Linked DNA regions of Rattus norvegicus: region 2 is linked to region 1. A link is a contact called in public Hi-C data. All regions are on one chromosome and are shown on one strand. The core of a region is the stretch at or near the end of the contact, and the rest is flanking DNA. Distances in the headings are between cores, read along the strand shown.

Region 1 (7,839 bases), core at 2,301-4,800:
ACACGAAACATTTTTTAAAAATCTCCAAATCCCCTTAAAAGATGTATTTTAAACCCAGAGAGAGATTTCTTAACTGTGACATACACACCTAACGTTCTGTGCTGTGAGCAAGGAGGAAAGAAGACACCTGCACTTAAATCTTGAAGCATCCCGTCCTGATGAGCCCAGAGAAACTAATTTCTGCCATCAGAAAAGTCCTTCAGCAGAGCACCAAACAATCACATGCACGGCTCTAAGGGAAACAGCAAGCCAGCCGCTTCTGGCTGGAAGTCTCTTGAGGTACAATAATATAAACCTGATCAATTGCAATTAAAATCTGAACAGAGGCTTAGAACCTGAAGTCTTGGTGCATTAGTTCTTGCCAAAAGCAGATGTGATTGTGAGCTGGAAGCAATTTCTCCTGGTAATTTGTGATGACACTGGGTAGTGGAGCCCCAGAGTCCCTAAAGACAAACTCATCAAAGGCTCTAATGTATGCATGACACATGAGGTGGCTCTTTTAGAGCTCAATTAATTGGGTTGAACATTTAAGACAGCAAGTTCAGGACTCCCTCCACCCCCTTCTAGAGTTGCTTTTCCCCCTTAAAGACAATTCTCCCTCTCTTACCTTCAGCAAGCCATGTTTCTTGTAACTGACTCAGATCTTGAAAGAGTTCTGAAAAGCAAGTCAAACACACAAACATGAGACTCGACAGTCTGCAGGCTTCATTAAATGAAAATGTTTGTCATGACGCTGCCATTCAGTATGATTTTAGTTTAGGGAGCATCTACTGAACATAGGTTTCATATCTCAGTATCTTAATAATCCTGCTTACTTATGACATCAATTAAGGGACACTTTAAGGTATTTCTTTAGGCAACTAAATAATATCATATTAGGCAACTAAATCAAATTACCTTCTTTTGTCTTTTTTTTTTCTTTTTCAAAATAATTAAGAAATAAGCTCAGGAGACGAAAAAACACATACACTAAAATTCACTAAGATGACCCCTGCACAGAAACCTTTCCTAAGTACATTTAACTCTTGCTAAAATAGAAGTGGAGCAAATATTAGAAAGACAGAACTTTTACATTTTTAATTTTATGTACAAAACCAACAAGACTTGAGTTAACTCCCAAGTTACATTTTCCAGCCAAATAGCTCAACACTAATACAGGGTACAACTCCAAATATAAACATTTCAAGAAAATTTTCTACATTAGCACGTCTGTGAAAGTCAAAGACACTAGTGCCCTGCTTGGTTTATTATCAATTCCAAATTATATTCTGCCATGGAGGGGGGAAAGGAAGAGAAGTATCTAATGAAAATGAAAATTTTATGAAGTTTTAGGATTCAGTCCACTTAATTTAAATTCAATGTGAACTTTAGTAATTAAGTCTAAGTTTTTTCAATCCATAATGAGTGGCCCCACAGGGCTGAAATAATTCATAATATATTGACCTCCTACCAACAGTTTATAGGAAGAGCGTACAGCCTAATTCACTAAATAAGCATTCAATAAGCCTCAAGTTGGATCTAGTGAACATGTTAAGGCCTATCAACAAATGTTATGACTTCAAAAATGCAGTCATCAAACTCACTCATAAAATTTCAACAATAGTATATGAATCCACTTATATTGTTTAACTTGTAATAATGTTGAAAGAAAAGCAGAAGCAGTAGGCATAGCTGCTTACTTTATCCCAGGGTGTTACAGCTTGAAATTGTTATCTCAGTTATAGGGAATTATCTGCCCAGTGGACAAGAATCAACACAGAATACTCTTTAAAATAAGAAGGTCACTGCTGCAGGTTCATTTTCTTCTCATTAATTTTGTGGCAAGACTATAAAATAGTCTCCAAGGCAAACTCACTGTGTGAGTGGCTGCATGGACAGTCCATGTTTCAAGGTCTACTATTTTTGAGGTGAGATGGAGATGTGCCCCTGACTTGGAGGGTAGAGAGTGTAAGCGGAAAAAAAGAGACGTTCAGCTCAGAATCAAACCTCACCTTCTGAATCATGAGCCAGATCTCTGTTAATGAATTTTCTTTTCCTGACATTTGTTGGTTTCTCGGTACAGTTTCTCCCACGCTGACTCTACAAAGGGAAAGATAAAATCCTTTAAAAGAATATAAATCTCAGATGTCACACATTAAAAAAAAAAAAACAAATCATGCATACATAACTTAAGCCTACTGGATCCTCTCTCTGAGTGGAAAAAAAAAAGTTTATAGGAGAACTCCAATATGTATTGTCTGACTTTGACAGTAAAATCTCAAACTGAGAGTTTAACAGCGAGGGAGAGTTGCTTCCCAGAGCATGTCATAACACTCCTGCTTATCCTCATCCTAGTTACACGTAATCTCAGCATCAAAACATTAAGCTAAAACACTTAATTTTTTTTTAACTGAATCAACTCCAGATTAACAGTGAATTCCATTCTCTCAGACAGCACCCCCCACCCGCAGTAAAAGAAGTCAAAGGAAAACTGGGGAAAGTGAGAAAATGAGAAAGGGGAAGAAAACGCCCAAGACACCCCATGTAAACAAAAAATTGTCAGCATTTGTCTCAACTTCGTTCTTTTCAATGTGGCAGATAAACCCAGCCACAAACTTTGAGTGCAGCTGCTGCTGCCCTCCGTCTCCTCTTGCACTCATCGTGGACACATTAACCAGAAGAAGGGGTCTTAAAACAAAACTGTGCCTTATCCGAATCACTCAAAGGTAAGCTCATTTTGTAGATAGGGCTTCTAGAAGCAGAGTCGCCCTACAGTGGCAACAAAGCAGATAAAGTGTCTGCAGTCCCAACCCCCTGCCCCCTCCCTTCGCATCTCTCGCTCTCCCCACCCCCGTCCGAGTCAAGTTTATAAACAGCAACTTTCGAACTGAGCACTCACGTTGGTGACCACGTAAGGCACTTGCTGGTCATAAAATCCATCCATTCTGCTCCTCTTCTCAAATACTAGCTCAGTGTTTTATATTTTGAGCATTTAGCTGCAGATTTCCTCGGGATCTGGACTTCTATCAACCTAGAGGGGAACAAGATGGCTTTTAGGCTTTAAAAAATCATGAATGAAGCTCTTGCATTTGCATAGCTAATTACCCTCGACAGCCCCATTCACAAAAATAACCCTCCCCTACGCCGCCTTCTTCACCTGGATCCAAAGAGAGCCAAGAGAGTTCACAATTTACATACTTTCGGTCCTATCAAATATCCTAACAAGAGACGATGTATTTATTTACACCCTGGATGTTCCCTGCTCGGTCAGTGTGCCCCAGGCAGCTCTGATTCGCAAACGTGTGCAAAACTAGCAATGGCGATCAACGAGACTTGCTTTTCACCTAACGGGACTAAAGAGACGGAGATACCTCTTTCATAAGAATAGTTTTTGCAACCCACAGCCATGCAATTATCTGGAGAGACATAAAAAGTTGTTGGAAATACCCACCTGAAGGCCACGCTAGGCGAACGGCTGCAAAAAATTCCCTCCAAATTTAATAAAAACATTAATTATTGCCCAGCACTTCCCCTTGGAAGCCGAAAGCGCCTCTGACAGAGCTGAATTCGGTGGTTTTTCCTCTACTTCTCCTCCAGGGGCCTCCAATCCAAACTGATGGATCGCTGCCTCCCATTGGCTCCACGTCTCTTTCACAAGATCAGATTTCGGGCTGTCAATCAGGCAGCTTTTGGCCCCTTCCCTAGAGTCTCCCGCACCCCTATTCCTATGCGACCACTCTGGGAGAAGTCTTAGGTCCGCACCCAAGAAAAACCACCGAGGAAACCCACTTCCTTCCTAACTCGCTGTTTTGGTTAAGACCGGAGGGATTCTGAAACCTAGTGTACTGAGTCAACCAGCTCTCATTCCTATCGTTGTTTGATCCATTATTATTAGGCCGATGTCCTTAAAGCACTGTCGTAGAGGTTCGGGTACACATTAAATGTCCACAATCTCCTTTCTCTACTTCTGACCAGGAGTCCACCCACCACGCGCTCCAGCCTTCCTCCCCAGCAGCTTTCGGTCCAAGCTATTTTTTTTTTCATTTTTTTTCAACACTAATCACCACTATAATAGGGCTTATAAGATTTTTCTTTTAATACATCTTCAACAAAAACGATCTCCTTTCGTCAGTTCCACATGAAAACATTGTAATGAAAGCAAGGGAGAGGTGGCGCTGGAAGAGAGGATCCGGAGGAGTACGTAGCAGTGTGGGCGAGGAAAGTATAAAAATCAGATTCACCCGGGAGAGTGCTGAGAGGAAATAAACCTCCAGTGGGCCACAGAGGGGTGGGGGAGGACTTGGTAATTCAGATGCCCCCCTCCCGCCCCCTTCTCCCCCCCACCCCTGTCCCCGCCGTTTCCGGAGCTTTTGTTATGTATACAGAGAGGCGGAGGGTGTCACTTACTGTACTTGAGGATTTCACTTCTTCCAACCAGAAGTTGGGGGGAGAGCAGGGAGGGCTCGGGTTACAAGGACAATGATGGGACGTTTGGAAACGAGAATGTCCCTGAAGCTGCCTGCCCATAGGGCTTAGTTCTGTTGCGTCCCCTTTGCAGCCGCTGTCCTACCAAGGGTTGGAGGCCAGAGAGGGGCGGGGCGGGGGCTTCACAGTTCTGAAAGTCACTTAGACCCTGGCGGTGACCAGAACTGGGGACTAAAGGACTTTTCCAGCAGCTGTTTAGCCCCGTTGAACATTGTGCTGCAGTTCTCAATTTCTATTTGAAAGTTTCTTTCCTTAAATGGAACATGGTGGAAACATCAAAATGGGAGCGTGCGCGCCTGGCACTCCAGCCTCGCGGAGAAAGAGCGTGGTTTATGACAAAGCCACTCTGCGCTTCATCATGGGAAAATTATAGTCTTCCAGGGTACACACAATGCTTGCCCAGAGACTAGTCAGTGCACCGCGCGCGTCCACTTTGAGAGAGGACAGTGTCAGAGCCCGGAGGAGGGATGCGTTCGAGCGCTACGAGACTTTGTGGGGGGTGCAACCGGAACAGGGGACAATAGTGGTGGGTACCCCGGCAATCTGCAAACCCCGGACAAGGCAGCAACAGTTTCCAAAGCCTTTCTCTGAGGCCAGAGCCCGACAGGTATCCAGAGCAACCGGGAGGGGGCGGAGCTTCTCGAAAGGCCCCGAGAGCCTGTCCCTGAAGCCAATAAGGAACCGTGAATTTCCAGTCCATTGTTGTTTATTGCTGACCCCGCAGCGCTCCGCCAGCGGATTGGCTGCTTTCGAGCAGGGGGCGTTGCCCTCCCCCCTCCACCTTTCGACTCCATTCACAAAATCCCAATCTTTCTGGGTCACGTGGTTGGAGGCGTGGCGGAACAAGGGAAAAAAGATACCACAAAGGCCCAAGTTCCCCAAACCACAAAAGTTTTTGTTGTTGTTGTTGTTGTTGTTGTTTTGCGGGCGCACGCGCGCCAGTGTGTGTTCCTTTCATCTCTTCCCTATGCACACTTGGTACCAATGAAGGTAGAGGAGAGGAAGTACCTTTCTGTCGAAGAGCAATAAAGTGAGAGGAAGTAAGTCTAGGCTAAAGGAACATTCACACTGTATAATTCCAGGGGTGCTCTAAGAGAAAATCCTGAAAAGGAGGGAACTGAGAGTAGAAAGAAAGCTTAAAAAGGACTAGTAACTTTCTTTTGCTCTTCAGCACGTGACTGTTTAAAGGTGCAAGCCGTCTTCCGGTGTAGAAACTATTCAGCGTTCTCCTATAATGTTCTATAGCTCTCATTTCTACTTTTATTTATCCCAGTGTCATTTTCTCTCCGGCTTCTTTTAGTGCACGTTTTCACAGATTGCGAGTTTTTAGCTCCCTAAATCATTGATGTGTTTATAAAACTATAACGAGGCTATGTCCCGGGTCCCTGGTTCTATTCTGGGTTCAGCATCAATGTTGTATTTTAAAAGGATGGGGGTGGGGTATGTTCTATGGAGGTCTGGGGAAAGAGGGTGCTTCAGTGGGTCCATACTGAGGCATCCCTTCCCCCTGAGGGACCAGCTACACGACTGTATAGTATAGAATAGAATTTATTCAGGGCATGTGGAGGGAGTTAAGAGGGTAGTAGGAGAGAGAGAGAGAGAGAGAGAGAGAGAGAGGAGTAGAGGCAGGCCATGAGTGCCTGGAGAGAAGTGGGGAGGGGAATGGGGAGAGAAGGGACAAAGGGGGAAGAGGGTAAGAGCAAGAGAGTAAGGAGCTGGCAAACAGCTCCTTTTTTACTGTCAGGCATACCTGGCTATTGCCAGGTATCTGTGGGGGTGGAGCTTAGAATGCTAATAATCATCCCAAGGCTGGCCACTTCTCTTAGGATGATCTATCATACTGCAAACTCTCCATATTTCTCCTCTGCAGTTCTTTAGATGGACTCTACCTGTTAACTATTTGACTCCCACAGTAATCGAAAGTCCAGTTCTTATGTGACTAAGCATCCATTCTCTACAACTCTTCTGAGCAGACTAATGTTGAGTGGAAGTGTATGTCTTTTGACATTTGAGTCATGCCCCTTCTCTCTGCTACTTTCTCTTTTTTTGCCTTCACAGTCGGTGAGATATTTTCTCTCTTCCTTGTCCTACTCCTGGCTCCTTAGTGAAATACTAGCTTCTAGCATAATTATAGTCGACACTTGGCACTGAGGAAAAGAACAATAAATTCAGTAGCAGAAGGTAAGGAAAGGGTTGGGAATTTGATTTTCAATTGTGTTATAGTCCATGGAAATGTCCACTGTGGCTGTGTGAGCAAGAAGAGGTGCTCAGAAGTTGCACAAAGTTTCCACCACTTTTTGAGAATGTCGTTTTAAATCAGTTTAGTACATTCCAGTCCTTCTTGAATGGAAAATTTCATTTTGGCAAGATTTCAGACATAGAATGGCAGCGCAGAGGCCAAGAGGCTTTGACATTTATTTACTTGTATTTTGAAATCCCATCTGGGTTTTGAAATAAGAGCCTAGAGTCTTAAGAGAACAACACGGACACACACACACACACACACACACACACACACACACACTCATACACACCATGTTTTTGCTTTTAAAGTTTGGAAAGTTTCTAAACCTGCATATAAAACTATTTAAAGCTTTATAGTCCCTCCACTACTAGTTTTTTAAGTAAAATAATATACATTAGTGGTTTGTCTGCAGTTGACTTATGGCATTGAAAATGCATGTTAAGTAATTGGATTTCTAAAAGTGGTTTGAGAAAAAAAAATACAAGCTATCATGGTACTGCTTTATAAAAATGGTTAATACAGCAGGCAAAATGTGATGCCCCAAGGAAAGGGAATACTGGGGGAAAGGGGAGGGGGAGAACCCTCTCAGAGGTAGAATGAGAGGGGGGAATGAGCTGAAGAACTCTGAAAGGGGGGGCCAGGAAGAGGGACAACATTTGGGATATAAATAAATAAAGTAATTAATTGAAAAATGTTTTTATGCCTAAATAAGACTTGTATTCTAATAAAATTGCACATAAATTAAAATACCAAAAAGAAGAAAGTTGGCAAGGCGCCCAAGTCTTAATTTCAGAGCTTAGGAAGCAGAGACAGGAGAATTGCTGCAAGTTTGAGGCTAGCCTAGTCTATGCAGCATGTTCCAGTCAAGTATATAGAAACGCACGTACACACACACACACACACACACACACACACACCACACACACACACACGCACTCACACACACTCACACACACACTCACAGACAGAGAGAGAGACAGAGACAGAGACAGACAGAGAGACAGAGACCTCTAAAGTAGAAAAAAGTAAGTAAATGACCTTGTTTTTACATGGGTCTACGTCAAATAGATCAGGATAGCACACACCATTCTATAGGATAGTAGGCAATGTGAAAAATCACAGAAGGAAAA
Region 2 (7,839 bases), core at 2,558-5,057, 81 kb before region 1:
TATCATTGAGGGAAGAAAAATCAATGTAATGTAAGCAATTCACATTGAAGTTTTTGTTTTAAAGGTAACATCTATGCTTCCGAAAATCTATCTTAAAGGTTTATGTTCCCCTTACTATTATATTTCTACAACCTGCAAGTTTTAAAAGGAAAAAAAAATGCGTTTTATTTGTAAGAGTAGAGTAGTGATAGCTGATTCCCAGGGTGCACTGCGTATTCTCCGTCTAAGAAAACTCCAAAGATACATAGCCTTATTTAAATGAGGGATGGAGCAGAAGGACGTTATCCTGAGCATATCACTTTTTAAAATGAAGGCAAGATACATTAGATGAAGCTTAAGGATGTGTGCAAAGTGTCAAATTGAAGTAAGAGGCGTAAAAAAAAAGTGAAAGGAATCTAAAATACACACTGGGAAGGGAGGAAATGAGAAAAGGAAATGTGTCAAGCGCCTGAAATAAAGGGCATGTAGCACAATTTGTAGACAAAGACATGCCCCAAACTTAAGTTTTGAAGAGCAATGCCCTGTAGAACATGATAAACAATTGAAGGAGACAGATGGATCTGCCATTAAAAGACAACACTAAGGAACTCAAGACTCAGGGGATCTGTGGGGAACAAAGGCAGTTCCTTATGTGAAGTGTGACAGTCTCTCTCTCTCTCTCTCTCTCTCTCTCTCTCTCTCTCTCTCTCTCTCTCTCTCTGTAGCTCGAAACTTCACATGGCTGAAACAGATCCACTATCTCCTGTTTCTGTGTCAAAAGGTCTTGCTGGTTGATTTGTGACACAGGGAAGCAGTGTGTTCACAGTTTATAAACTCTCTGTGCATGTTTGGGAGAAGAGGAATGACTGCCAAGGATTCTGGTGCTCTGCACTCAGAGTTAGAATATTTGTTGCCCTGAATTTAAGTAAAAGGAACCACATTAGAGTCCAAATAATCGGAATTTCTAGAGGTTTGAAAGAGCCAGCCCCGAGAGATGTTTATGAATCTGGACATGTTTCTTAAACTGCTCTTCAGTTCCCTGTCTTGTGAAATTGAAACAGGAAGGGCTCCTTGGAAGGCCAGCGTGATGCATAGAAAACTCTATCACAGTTCAAAGCAAATGGAGAGAGTTAGTTAACTCTCCTCCTTCAGACCTCCTCTCTCTCTCTCTCTCTCCACACACACACACACACACACACACACACACACACACACACACACACACACACACAGTGAAGTACTAAAGTGAGTACAAAAGTACAAACAAGGCAGTTTCAGACAAAAGCTGGGAGATACATAGTTTTATAGCCTTTCTTCTCTATTTTTCAAAGTAGTCTCAGGAAATGAATGTAAAATGAGTGCTGTATTAAGCATGCCTCCAAGTCTTTTGTAGCCCACTCAGTTTAGTTCGGGGCCACAGAAAAGAATTGTTTGCTTTAGGTACTGCACCTTTTTTGTCTGACACGTTTGACGTGTTTGGGTTGTCTTCACTTAGGAGCAACGTAAGGAATGAAAACCACTTCATCATAAGGAATGTAAATGTACAATATGCAACAGAAATAATAAAATATCCCAGGGACTTTTCTGCCCTCTGCTTCCTTCTAGTTTTCTAGAAAGAACACTTTTGTCCTACTACTGTAATTTTCCACCCTGTTGCCTTGGTTAGTGATACAATCACAGTGTAAGGAGCACTGTAGACTATTAGGTAAAGTTAAAGGCAACAGTGAGATGAACAAAGGAATTTTTGTGGAGGAACATATCAGAGGCAAACAGGAGGTGGATGTGTTATCCAAGCCCAGACAGATATTTAAACTCTGTTTTAACATTTTAAAATATCAAGATGACTTAGCAAGTAAAGGCACTTGCCACCAAGCCTGACAACCTGAGTTCGATCCCTGGGTCCCACCGAGTGGAACGTCACTGAAAGGTGTCATCTGACTTACACACACACACACACACACACACACACACACACACACACAAACACACTAAATAAATGAACCTAATAATTGTTTCAAAAATTTGAAGGAGAAAGAAAGAATTGGGGTATGTTTGGCTCAAATTATATTTGTGTATGAATATTAAGTTAAATAAATAACATCAAGTATAAATGATAAGGCAAAAGAAACAAGCATAATCATATTTATAAACATTACTATGTTGGCATGTAATTTATGCGTTGCTTAAATCTTCTAAGTATGGCTACATGTTTAACTAGATGTGCACATATTTTATCCACAAAGTACAATAAACATTTTCCAGCATTTATTTCTATTTCAGAATTACTGAAATTTATAACCATTTAAAATGGTTCACTTGAATTCAGTAACCCATTTGGTTATTTTTATTTCATTCTTCAGGCTTCTAATTCAATTGCTTTTTATGTACAGCACACATGGATAGTTAAGGTTTTAAGTCAATGAGCACATATGGTCATACGGACTTGGAATGTAATTCCCCATTATATATTTTTGGGTAATAAAAAATATAGGGAGGCTCAAAGTTCCTCTGAATAAACTATGCTGCCATTTACCTAGCCATGAGGAAGGTCCGTACAGTAAGAGATATGAAGGAAAAGACAGAACATTCTAAAAAGAAGTCTCATGGAAGTCATGAGTGTGTCTTAAAATAGCAGGCTGTGCTTATATGAAAAGAGCATGCTAACCGTCTAAGGGACCCTGACTGGTTACCATCTACATGCAGACTCCAAGTTTTGCATGTTGGTGTGATAAACAATCTCCCTTTCTTATACCACACAATGGCATCCAAAAAGTCTGTTTGATGCAGCATTCATATCTAACTGTGCTATACAAGCCATAAACCGCACAAGGCTGAAGGAAATAATAGCAAATATCCAAATGTTTTATCTTTATATATTCATTTATTCATAGCCTCCTTTATAAATGTTATATTTTAAGTACATTTTATCTGTGTCCATGTTTTTGTATTTTATACAAAACAACTTTTAAATATTAAAAGAAGCTGATTTGAATTAAAATATATTGAACTTTGTTCTACCAACCAAATAAGATAAAACATTTATTTCAAGTAAGTAGTTCTGGATATTAAACTGTCAAGTGAGGAATGAAATGAAGCTAGAAATCAAGCAAGAAAAAAAGTTGGGTTTCCTTTTTTTCTAATAAGAACAAGTGATGCCTGCATGTTTTAAGAATCAGAACAGGAAAGAAAAAATACAAGCATTTCAAAAATGTATGACTCTGAGGTACAATAAAATTACAGCTTCTAGAGACATGAAGATCTAGTATCAATACTGAAATAACCTGCTTACCATGTGTAGCAAAATGGAAGCTTCCAGAAATGTAACTTGCTAGATACCACTCTACATTTATCTCCACCATCCATGAAATTATAAATAGGCTCGTGATACTAAGCAGGAACCAAGCAAGCATTGGTTAACGTGGGGGAGAGCCTGACCTTAGCAAAGCAACGATAATGTGCTGTCTGAAATATGACTTGCAGACCAGTGGGCAACATCACAGTGAGCTTTAATGTATTATCGCCTCACCTTTTGCATGATTCCCTTCTCATAATAATAGCGGAGAGAACGGCTAAGTTTGTCATAGTTCATAGCTGGCCTGTTCTTCTGAATGCCCCAACGTCGGGCCACCTGCCACCAAAACAGAATCATGTTGTTAGTGCTGAGTCTTCAACTGGCTTACACACTTACATACACACCACACACACACACACACACACACACACACACACACACACGCACGCAGGGGATAGGGATGGGGAGTGGGATAGGCAGAGGAAGAGTTCATAAATGTATGGCTTCTAAACACACAAAAACATCTCCAAATACAAGGCATAAAGAAATAGCAACAGCCTTCGTGTTCTGAATTTCCCGTGTCCTGGTTTAAACCAGGCTTACAGTTCTCTCTCTTCGACGTCACAATAGAATCCTTTGTCACCATTGTTTTGGATAGAAATTAAATGGAAATAAGGGAATGTGTTTGCATCATGAAAGAACAGACTGCAATTCACCAAAATGAGGCAGATTTTCCCTTCTGCTATACACTAGCAGTCTTTTCCTTCCTGAACTTTCAGACAAAAAAAAAAAAAAAATCCCAGATTAGGAACTGCTTAATGATCCCTTTGTAAAGGTGTTTTACTGCATTTCTGAAAGAAACAGAAGAAAGAAAAAAAAAAAAAAAGACTGCTCAAACTGTACCGAGTGACCAGCTGTCACTGTGCCAGCGAAGGAAACAGTGTGCCGATTAATAAGTTCGACTCCAAACAATAGTTCTTGCCTAAAGCAGCCTCTGTGAAAACTATAGCCAACCCCAAACCGGAAAATTAAGCTCATCTGGGAAACATTAATTGGATGCTAAAAATAAGGTGGACATGGAAAAGTCACCATGTACATGAGTCCTTTTCCTTTAAAGCAGAATGTCCAGTGTGGCTGAGGAAAGGTCTCAGAAGTGTTTCAAATGGGACTGTTGGAGAGCGCTGGACGTGGTCAAGGTGGAGCTTCTTCCTCCCAATGGTACCATTCCACTTCTCCATCACACTGGGCCGATGTAGGCATACAGAGACAGGAGCGGGTTTCTCTCACTTCATTGCAAATCAAGATCTCATTAAGCCCCACTCTTTGGTTGTCTGAGGAAAAACTGTGCACGGCCTCAGCCTCAGCAAGGTCGTAAGTGCATTCCCTAATAGAGCAGGAGTTGTCGCTTCCCTCAAATTCCAAGTTGTGTCCCAGCCACAAAGAATCCTCAAAATCATCTCCTTCTCCTGTCTTCCCTTCAATAGCAATGACCTTTCTGTCACAAACACCCCTACCTTTAAGTAATCTGTGTTCTTGAAATAAACAGATAATGGGTTTGGATCACTTGTTCTGTGAGAAGTGATACGACTGAGCAAAAGCAAGACTATCCGTACAAGCCAACAGTCACAGTGGCGGATACATCTTAATTTTCCACAATCTTTCCAGTAACTGCTCTAAGCAATAGTGTGTGGAGCAGGGACAGGGACAATGTGAAATAAAATCCAGCCAGGCGTGGGGAGATATGATGCTAATTCCAGCACCTGGAAGCTGAGTAGGAGACTGAAGCTATGGCAGGAGATCATGAGTTCTAGACTACGCTGGGCTATGGGACCCTGAAATGGGGAACAGATGGGAGATGAGGGAAAGACAAGGAGGTAAGGAAGGAAAGAAGGGAGGAAGGAGCTTTGTTTTTGTTTTTTACGTAAAATCTTTCAAATGTGTTACAAAGGATATCAGTAGACTCAACAGAGACACAACTACACAACAGGCAAATGTGAAAAGTTCTGCTAAGCAGCAATTCCTGCAAACATCCAATGAGTCTTCACTAGAATTTGACCAGAGTCCTCTTCAAAACTAAAAGGCAATGAACTTTAAGGCACCCTAGAAGTCTCTGGAGAGAGTGACATAACTGTTGCGTTACCTAAGGAATGCACTTGAAGAGTTTGCTTCTTATAAGGCCAACTGATCCTCAGTACTATAATTATTTGTCTGTACACAAAGAAAGCCTGTTCTTAGACTTATTTTGTGTCATAACTGGCACAAACTTAAGGTAACAACAGGTAACAGTATGTGTATACGATGTAGACAAAAAGGTCGAAAATTCACAGGAAGCCTAGCACCTTCCAGGCCATTCAAAAACTAAGTCCACTTGATGTCCAAAAGTGCTACTTCTCCAGACACACAGTCACTCAGAGCGAAGGCACAATTTTTAACACGGAGTCTCAAGAGGAAAACAACACTTTCAGTGACTTTCTCACGTTGTACTTTCAAAAGGAGCTTACGCTTCTAGGGAGGAGCATACAGGGTTTAGTGACTTAGCATGAACCCTCACTGCCAATGATATTAAATGAGTCAGTTTAATGGTTTAAGTATTTGTTTTATTATATTAATGAATACATATTTTGGGTGTTGGTGTTTGAACTCAAGGCTAGCACTGCACTAGTGGCCTACATCTTCCAACCCGCCAACTTGCTTTGGAAGATTATGCTTAGCTGTGGAACAGTGAGTCTGACTTCCCTGATTTTCAGCTCCAGAGTCATCAGAAGACCATGGCATTGAATCCAGCAGGAGCTTGCTGTGTTAAAGAATGTTTTTGGGAACTATTGCCTAGGATGATTGATTAATTTGGCAATAATAAATCTATATCTCAGACACCTGAAAGAGCTGTGCTTGCTATTGGTATCCAAGCACACCAAGCAGGTAAGCATGGCGGATTTGGAATTTCAATCATCTTCATTTTAGGCTGACAGGTAAAGCATGAGAAAATAAATCCTGTGAGTAGTAAAGTGTGATGGCTTCCAAGTCATCACTCATGAACTGTGGTGGTCCCCACTGAAAGATCTGTCATGTAGTGGAGAATAGAGAGAACCTGTGGGCCACACAGACTAAAATAATTCATAGGTTCTTTCCAGAGAAGAATCAGAAGAAACAACAGGGTCATTGTCTGCTGTACATGATTGTTAAGAATGAACTAAGCACCAATAAGAAATAGGATATTTAACATTTTAAAGTTTTTTTTTTTTTTTTTGGATGTGGGGTCTGTGGCGTGTGTGTGTGTGTGTGTGTGTGTGTACCTAAGATTGATGATAGGTGTCTTCCTCAGGCTCAACCTTGTCTTTTGAGACAAGATCTCTCAGCAAACCTGGTACATGCTAATTCAGCTAGAGTAGGTGGCCAGAGTGTCCCCAGAATCTTTTTATGTCTGCCTCTAGAGGGCTGGGATTAAAGGTATTTGCTGCTATACTTAGCCTTTTGAATGGCTTCTGGGGACAAGAATTGAAGTTCTCTTCCTTGTGCAGAAGCACATTACTTACTGAGCTGTCTTCTCAGGCCCCTGGGGATGGACATAGAACAAAAGCCTAGGACACGTGTAGCAACTATTGCACAGCTCCTAGTGAGCTTGTTACCGTTTGAAACTAGTCAACTGACTGAACTACTGAGTCTTGTTATTGACTTTATTATGCATCTGTAACAGCAGAGTTGTTGAACTGTCAGTTGTACAAAACAAACATGAAACAAACACGATTGTGTATCTTTCTCACGTTTAAATAATAAGAAAACTCAGAATGTGTTGGCACTAACTGGTCACCTAGTCAGATCTTCCATTCTTTAATTCAGACTCAAACACATAAACAGCACAGGTTGTGAAACAGACGTAGTTACTCACAGAATGGAGTCTTTCCTGAATGGCTCGAACATTACTGACATCATTTCGTAATGTCTCCTGTCCTAACAAATATGACAAACGTAAAGTGTTCTGTTTCTGCTCAGTTTACTTTAATCCCAGGTGGAGGGAAATGTCTGTTTAACTGACATAAAGTCGCATTGAACTTTCCCAGTCCAAGACTTGCTTCGATTATTAAAAGTCATGCATTCCCGTCATGGTAAAGGGCTCTGCGATTATTCCGTTAGACATTGTTAGTCTACGCTGCCTGCTTCATAATCTTGTGGTTCCTCCCTTACATAATTTAAGTACATCTATAAAAAATGAGTTTCTTTATAGTCATATGGAGCTCTAAATATACTAGAAAATTTAAACACCCAAACAATTAGCAATGGTTTTCCCACTCCTGAGTGCTTAGTCTGAGTTTGGTGTGAAGTCAGTACTCTACTGCAAAACCAGTCCTCTGAACAGATGTATATATACTGTTGCAAATGGGGTGAGACTACTGCATTCAATGGTAAAGACCGGGGAAGAAATTATTTTACATTGTTCAGACCTACTTTCAGATTTAAAATAAGTCTACAGAGTTTTGAAACGCTTTAAGCAATTTTTAAACATATTTATCAAATTTGCTTGTATTATAGAAAATTTTGGGTTCCTACTCAAAATCTACTAAGACTAACCT

The links. A called contact is a pair of places that touch in the nucleus more often than the background predicts.
Region 2: a contact with region 1 is called in a Hi-C map of Schwann cells, with 4 times the contacts expected there. The contact joins the enhancer-like site here to the promoter of Etv1 in region 1. A contact is called at or near these places in 2 of 12 Hi-C or Micro-C datasets (the Rat2 cell line and Schwann cells) and 1 of 1 datasets of contacts at active chromatin or transcription factors (oligodendrocytes).

The regions. Positions count from the first base shown.
Region 1 is chr6:61,314,077-61,321,915 of GRCr8, reverse strand. Etv1 (ETS variant transcription factor 1) reads right to left here and starts at 3,550. Exons shown (of 13, transcript NM_001163156.3): 1 at 3,431-3,550; 2 at 2,879-3,010; 3 at 1,992-2,079; 4 at 608-655. The coding sequence starts at 2,923.
Region 2 is chr6:61,395,484-61,403,322 of GRCr8, reverse strand. It overlaps Etv1 (ETS variant transcription factor 1), which reads right to left. Exons shown (of 13, transcript NM_001163156.3): 11 at 7,838-7,839; 12 at 3,506-3,607. Among named protein-coding and RNA genes, the nearest start is that of Etv1, 81 kb to the right of the region's middle. Within about 2 kb of position 3,807, at least 22 of the 93 cell types and tissues checked have an H3K27ac peak or open chromatin away from gene starts, as enhancers often do. A contact at or near this core is called in Schwann cells, where this site is marked.